Regions from separate parts of the Sus scrofa genome. Here region 1 is linked to region 2. A link is a contact called in public HiChIP or PLAC-seq data. All regions are on one chromosome and are shown on one strand. The core of a region is the stretch at or near the end of the contact, and the rest is flanking DNA. Distances in the headings are between cores, read along the strand shown.

Evidence for each region. HiChIP or PLAC-seq counts read pairs in DNA pulled down with a chosen protein or histone mark.
Region 1: an H3K27ac HiChIP or PLAC-seq map of alveolar macrophages shows a contact between it and region 2. The contact joins the promoter of MFSD8 here to the promoter of PLK4 in region 2. A contact is called at or near these places in 1 of 5 promoter capture datasets (fetal liver), 4 of 47 Hi-C or Micro-C datasets (heart right ventricle, liver, mesenchymal stem cells and 1 more) and 2 of 2 datasets of contacts at active chromatin or transcription factors (alveolar macrophages and skeletal muscle).

Annotation. Positions count from the first base shown.
Region 1 is chr8:96,923,407-96,926,523 of Sscrofa11.1, forward strand. MFSD8 (major facilitator superfamily domain-containing protein 8) reads left to right here and starts at 1,657. Exons shown (of 12, transcript XM_021101605.1): 1 at 1,657-1,841. The coding sequence starts at 1,777. ABHD18 (protein ABHD18) reads right to left here and starts at 1,456. Exons shown (of 14, transcript XM_013978904.2): 1 at 1,297-1,456. The coding sequence starts at 1,456.
Region 2 is chr8:97,011,756-97,014,815 of Sscrofa11.1, forward strand. It overlaps PLK4 (serine/threonine-protein kinase PLK4), which reads right to left and starts at 1,262. Exons shown (of 16, transcript XM_021101607.1): 1 at 756-1,262; 2 at 526-621. The coding sequence starts at 788. It overlaps LOC102167943 (a long non-coding RNA gene), which reads left to right and starts at 1,605. Exons shown (of 5, transcript XR_001298442.2): 1 at 1,605-1,757.

The DNA.
Region 1 (3,117 bases), core at 407-2,906, 88 kb before region 2:
CTTGTATGCTTGAAACAATCCCACCTCAGAGGATTGTTGCAGGGGTGAAATGAGGTAATTCAATAAGTATTCATTCAATGTGCATTTGTTTAGTAATCATTATGCTTATGCAATATTGGTTAAAGTTCCTTAGTTAAATATACATCTGTATATTTGCTACAACTCCAGAGATTTTTTTAAAAAAGAAGCCAAAGACACAGTAAGCCAACATTATGGCAAACAAACAAAAAACTAATTTTACCCATGTACTTCTTGGACCAATCATAGGAATCTGATATGTTTTTGTTAGCTGTTACAAATTTGCAAGACTGAATCCAAGTACACAAAGTTAGGTCTGTATTCAGAAGATAATTCTGTACTAAGAGAAAACCTATTTCAAGTTTAGCTGTTAAGTCAGTGGACTGTATCTAATAGACTACACACAAGGTTACAAACAAGACAAAGATCAAAAGTGATGGCTTATACCATACAGTACATAACTAGTATAGGGCCTGGAATAGAGTAAGTGCTCATTTTGATCGAAAACAGTTTAATTTGGGTCCCAACTCGGCCATTTTCACACCGAGTGACTCTGGGTAAGTTATTAACTTTTCTGGGCCTTAGTTCTCTGTAAATTATAAATGTGTCTGCTTTACCTATCCCATAGTTGTGATCAAATGAAATCACATAAAGATGTATCTAGTGCTAACTATGACACACATGACTACTGCACCAATTAGCTTACAAGTCTGCTTGTAGAGGTAAGATGTTAATATGTAAGCACCAGAAAAGAAACAGCACCTCGATCTACCGAAAACAAACAAACAAAAACAACCCATAACCTATTTTCTAAAAATATTCTCCTTGTGATGAAAAGAGCTGGCCATTGTCAAACTTGTGCTGTGCCTTTTCTAACCTCCAGGTTACAGCAGCAGGCTCTGCTGATTGGTATCTTGCAAGGCTGAAAGCCCACAGTCCACGCAGGCGGCGGTGGGGTTCCAATTTGGGGATCAGCAGGTTAGGAGGGGCTGGAGGACCCCCATCTTCAATCCAGGTCTCAACAAGGCACTATGGGTAAGGGGCCTTTGCAGTTAACCAGGCGAGATAAAGCACAGCGCGTCACCACCTCCACTTTCCACAGAGGGGAGAGCCCGCCAGCCCACCTCACTCGGACCCGCCCGAGCACTTCCACCCTCCCCAGGGCTCCAGACCCCCGAGTCTCCCGCCAAGCCTTGCGCTCTCAGCCCCTGACTCCTGGCACGTAGGCAGCGCTGCAAGAGGCTTGGGAAGCGCGGCCTGGACTGGATACATACTCACTGGCCGCTGGGCGGACGCCTGCTATCCAGCTAGCCGAGACTCCCTGCGCCACCGATCTCTCCCGGGACTTGTTTTCGGGCTGAACCGCAAGCGCAGCTTCACCACACTCTCCAGGAACTGAGGTGCGAGAGGTAGCGGACAGGGAAGCATAGGAAGGCATACGAACCCTGGGCGGGGCGGCTGTTTGGATACGCCCCCTCTCTGGCTCTCCTTCAGGTCGTCCCTGGAGGCGGAGAGGCGGAAACGCCAGGAGGAGGTTCAGACCTCAGGACCCACCCCTTAACCCTGTCATCTCCACGGCCCCGCCCCGCCCTGTCTTCTTCGTGACCCCGCCTCTGACCTGGCACGCTCCGCCCACTTCTGGTTGTCGGGTGCGCATGCGCACTTGCGGGCCTGTTCTGACACCTTCGGGCCTCCTGGAATGGGAGAGAGTAGGAGGTGTCGCGAGAGTTGACCTCTAGCTTTGTGGGAGCTTTAACTATGGCGAGCTTTGGGGTCGGGGCTGAACAGGAGCCCCTCTTAGGAGACCATACACCAGGAAGCAGGTGAGCGGATGTTGGGGGGAGGCCATCTCACCCTCCTGCGCACTTGGGACTTACGCTTTTCCTCGCGTCAGCCTTAGCTGGTGCAATGAGGGGTGCCTAGGCGGCGGGAGCCGCGGCAGGTTGGGCGAGACCCGGAGATGCGCTTCTACTTCAGAGAACCCGCGTCCGGCTCGGGGGCGCCTTGAGTTGGCGGGTTGTGGTGAAGGGGTTATAGAAAGGCAGATAGCCTCTTGGACCTTCACAACAGTTATGCAGCAGCCAAGCAACTGCGCTCTGCATTTGGCCCTTTATTTTTTTAAGTTTTGCATTTGACCCTTTACAGAACTGATCACTTTACACATTTCATAAAAGTTCGAAAATGATGGTTTTAATAGGTACTTGAAAATAACTGGTCTTAGTGTTCAGTTAATTGCCTGCTAACTTCTTGATACTTTTTTAGCAGATAAACCCAAGACGAACTCACTTTTGTCCTATGCCAAATGTATAAATACTTATTTTTAAACAGTTAAGGGACGAAGTGTATTTTGACCCTTACTATTCTGATTATTCTGGTTCTAGTTTATGGACTGTGATTCAGAATTGTTATAGTTTGTTTCTTACTAAACAGTGAAGTATTTTCACCTTTAGGAAAACGGAGCTAAGAATCATTTTAAACATAATTATTAAATCAAGTTAATTAAGTCACAGCTGAACTTCAGCTGTCTCTGATTCTGTTAATTTTTTGCTCGTTTATCTCTCTTAAGCACCAAACCTTTTTTAGAAGTCACTTTGAAACCATTTGGAAAATGTATTTCTCTGGTCCTTGATTTACTAAACAATATATGGAATGCAATTTTATTTACATTTTATCTTGAGATCATTAAAATGAATGCCAGTGATGAAATATGTTGTAGCAAAGTGACATCCAGCCGGCCTAAGGAGGCATTTGGGCCTATTTACTTCTATACTGATTTGTTCTACACTGCTATAATTTTCACCTATGCTTTTTAGTTTTTTTTTTTTTTTTTTTTGCCTAACTGTTCTTCATAGACTATTCCTTATCGTTTTTTGTTTATTATTATTATTTTTTAATCTGTTGTTTGTTTTACTGTCTGCAAACCTCTCCTCGCAACTTTACACGGGGTGTTCTGGTTTGCTGTGCCTTTGAAAATCATATATCTAACTAAGCTTAATAGAATTGTGGGTAGTTAGAACCTGGAAGTTGTGATTGAAAGATAAAAAGAATTCTCCTTTTAATTGAGTTCATGAGCTTGAGTGCATGGACTTTGTGGCTTTG
Region 2 (3,060 bases), core at 12-2,511:
GCCACAGCCACAGCTACACGAGATCAGAGCCTCGTCTGCAACCTACACCACAGCTCACAGTAATGCCGGATCCATAACCCACTGAGTGAGGCCAGGGATCGAACCCGAAACCTCATGGTTCCTAGTCAGATTCGTTAACCACTGAGCCACGACAGGAACTCCCTAGACTGACTTCTGATAAAAAGAACAGTATTTTAGCTTGCTACAGTGTAATATAGAACTATGCACAAGTGTATTCTTATTATTTTAAAGTTATTTTTTGTTCTTTGATCGCTACCGATTATTCCAAGTACACATAATTAGATACCAGGTATAATGAACAGTACTGAAGATGTTATTTAAGTATGGTCAAGGATCTCCTACGATAACCTTATGTTCAAATGGTGGACTTGGAACTACTGTCTCCTGCCTAAGCAGTGGGATTTTTATACCATAAAGAAAAGGCTGGCAGGTAAGGAGTTTCTGACATTTCAAATAGCAAATATCTCTTGTTACCTGCAAAGAAGTTGATTACAAAATTCTTACCATTTTGATTGCAACTTCCAAACCAGTGTGAATGGACTCAGCTCTGTAGACACCAGCAAATGATCCTTTACCAAGCAGATTTCCAACTTTAAAATCCTTAAAAGTCAAAATTAAAGAATGTGTGTGACAACTTTCAGAAGGAGAAAGGGAAAAAATAGGAAGGGGCTGGAAAAGAAGAGAAAATGGATCAAGAGGGGAATTTGCATTCAAAATTCAAGCAGATATTACACCTCAATACAGCAGGTGTCTGGGGTGGAAAGCATGTTGATGCCTTGCAGGTCTCGCTGAGCTTCCAGGCTGGGCTCTAGATAGAATATCCTAAGTCTGGCTCCGCAACTTCAGTGTAGCCTCAGCACCCTCCTCCCACCTCCAGCCAACCCCCTGAGAGCTGAGCGCCTGAAGAGAATCCCGCCGCAGCTCCCGCCGGAGGTAACCGCCATCCCCTTGAAAAAAGGGGAGACAGTCTTGCTCTGCTCTAAGCGCGGCAGCTGGAGCGGGATCGCAGACCAGAAGCCTTGGAGTCTAGGAACAGAAGGGCGGAGCTGCGAGCAACACACCTGTCTCACCGCCCCCGCGTCTGTGAGGGGCGGGCCGCTCCGCCCTTAAAACAGCCGGGCTCCCGGCGGTTGGGACCCTCCCAAAGCACCTCGGCGCCCGCCCCGCGGCAGTTAGCTTCGCCCGATCCCCTTCCAGCCAGGGTCTCGAGTCCCAACACTCCGACTCCCACTCGCCCTACTGAGCAGTGCCGAGTCTTTTCACCTCGATCTTCTCCCCGATGCACGTCGCCATATTTCTAGGTCCCGGCCCGTGCTTCCCGGATTAGCTCCCTTCACGAAGTCTTTTCGAGGCAGCGCTCCAAGCAGCCAGCGGGTCTTGGCGCCCATCAGGCTCGGCTCTCTAGGCCGCCGCTCCTGGCGACGACAGTACAGCCACGGAAAGGTCTCCCAGGCACCTTCCGAGGACTGGGTGGCGCCTTCGCGCTCCCATTTTGAAAAACTCCCGCCGGTTGCCGTCAAGGGAGGTTGGAGGTGACGTAACGAGACGGGTAGTTGCGGAGAGGCTGCGCCGGGGCGCGCATGCGTGTTAGGCTCCTTCCCGGCTAGTCTCTGGACCGAAGACCGGAAGTGCTTCTGCACCTTACAGCTTGGAAGCAAGAGTTGGCATTCTAAGTTGTGGAAGACCTGCGCGAGACAGTAAAAAAGGCAGCCTGAAATATGAGGCATTTACAACCGGTCAGTTATTTACCTCACTGTCTGAAAAGCTACTTATTCCAGTTCTGTAAAGGGTTTACAACGATAATTAAATTTCAAATGTTTAAACTTGGTGGAACAGCACAAGGGAAAAAAATTACCTGATGTAAGCATTCCATTACTCCCCAATGCTTACTCCAGTTTTTCATAACTGTAAAAAATGTGTAAGGTGCTTAAAGAAAATAAACTGGGAGTTCCCCTCGTGGCTTAGCGGATACGACTCTTGACTAGGAACCATGAGCTTGCGGGTTGGATCCCTGGCCTCACTCAGTGGGTTAAGGATTTGGCATCGTGGTCACCTGTGGCGTAGGTCGCAGATATGGCTCGGATCCCAAGTTTCTGTGGCTGTAGTATAGGCCAGCAGCTGTTCCTAGCCTAGGCACCTCTGTGTGCCCAGGGTGCGGCCCTGAAATGACAAAAGACAATAAATAAATAAGTAAATAGAAAATAAACTGTATTTTGGTAAATAGTAAATATATGTCATTTGGATAATAACTCACATTTAAGAGATCTCACACACGTGTTAATAGACTGGTCAAAAAAGACCTTTAAATTTGGTACGATACACTTTATCAGATGATAAGATTGTTGTATTCAACAAGGATATGTAGCAGAGAACTACTTCAAAAACTTTCTAAAGGGAAAGCTCTTTTCTTTACATTAATGGGTATATTAAGTTTGTCTACCTTCAAGCTGTGTAAAAACCCTGTTCAGAGAAAAATCAACTTTTCCCTTCGTTTCTGGAAATACTTCTTTAAATGTTATAATGCTTGAGTACTTGGTTCCAGTGTCCAGTCTTCCATTTATACTTGTTTTTGCCATTACATTTTCAAAAGTTCCTATAGTTTGCTGATATTGTGGGGTTTGGGGGTAGTGGTGGTGGTATCTACGCTTTATTGTTAATATCAGGTATTATATCGACTTTTTAAGACAGTATTTCTAGGGCAGTTTAAAATTTACAGCAAAATTAAGTGGAAGATATGGAGAGTTCCCATATACTCCTGCCACCTAAACATGCATAGCTTCCCCAAGTATCATCGTCATTCACCAGAATGCTACGTTTCTAAAAATTTTATTGGAGTAGAGTTGTCCTACAATGTTGTGTTAGTTTCAGGTGTACAGCAAAGTGGATCATTTGTACATTACCTATATTCATTCTTTTTCAGATTCTTTTCCCATATAGGCTATCACAGAGTATTGGGTAGATTTCCCTGTACTATATGGTCAGTCCATGTTACTTACTGATTTTGTGTGTAGTAGTGTATATATGCCACTCCCAACTTCC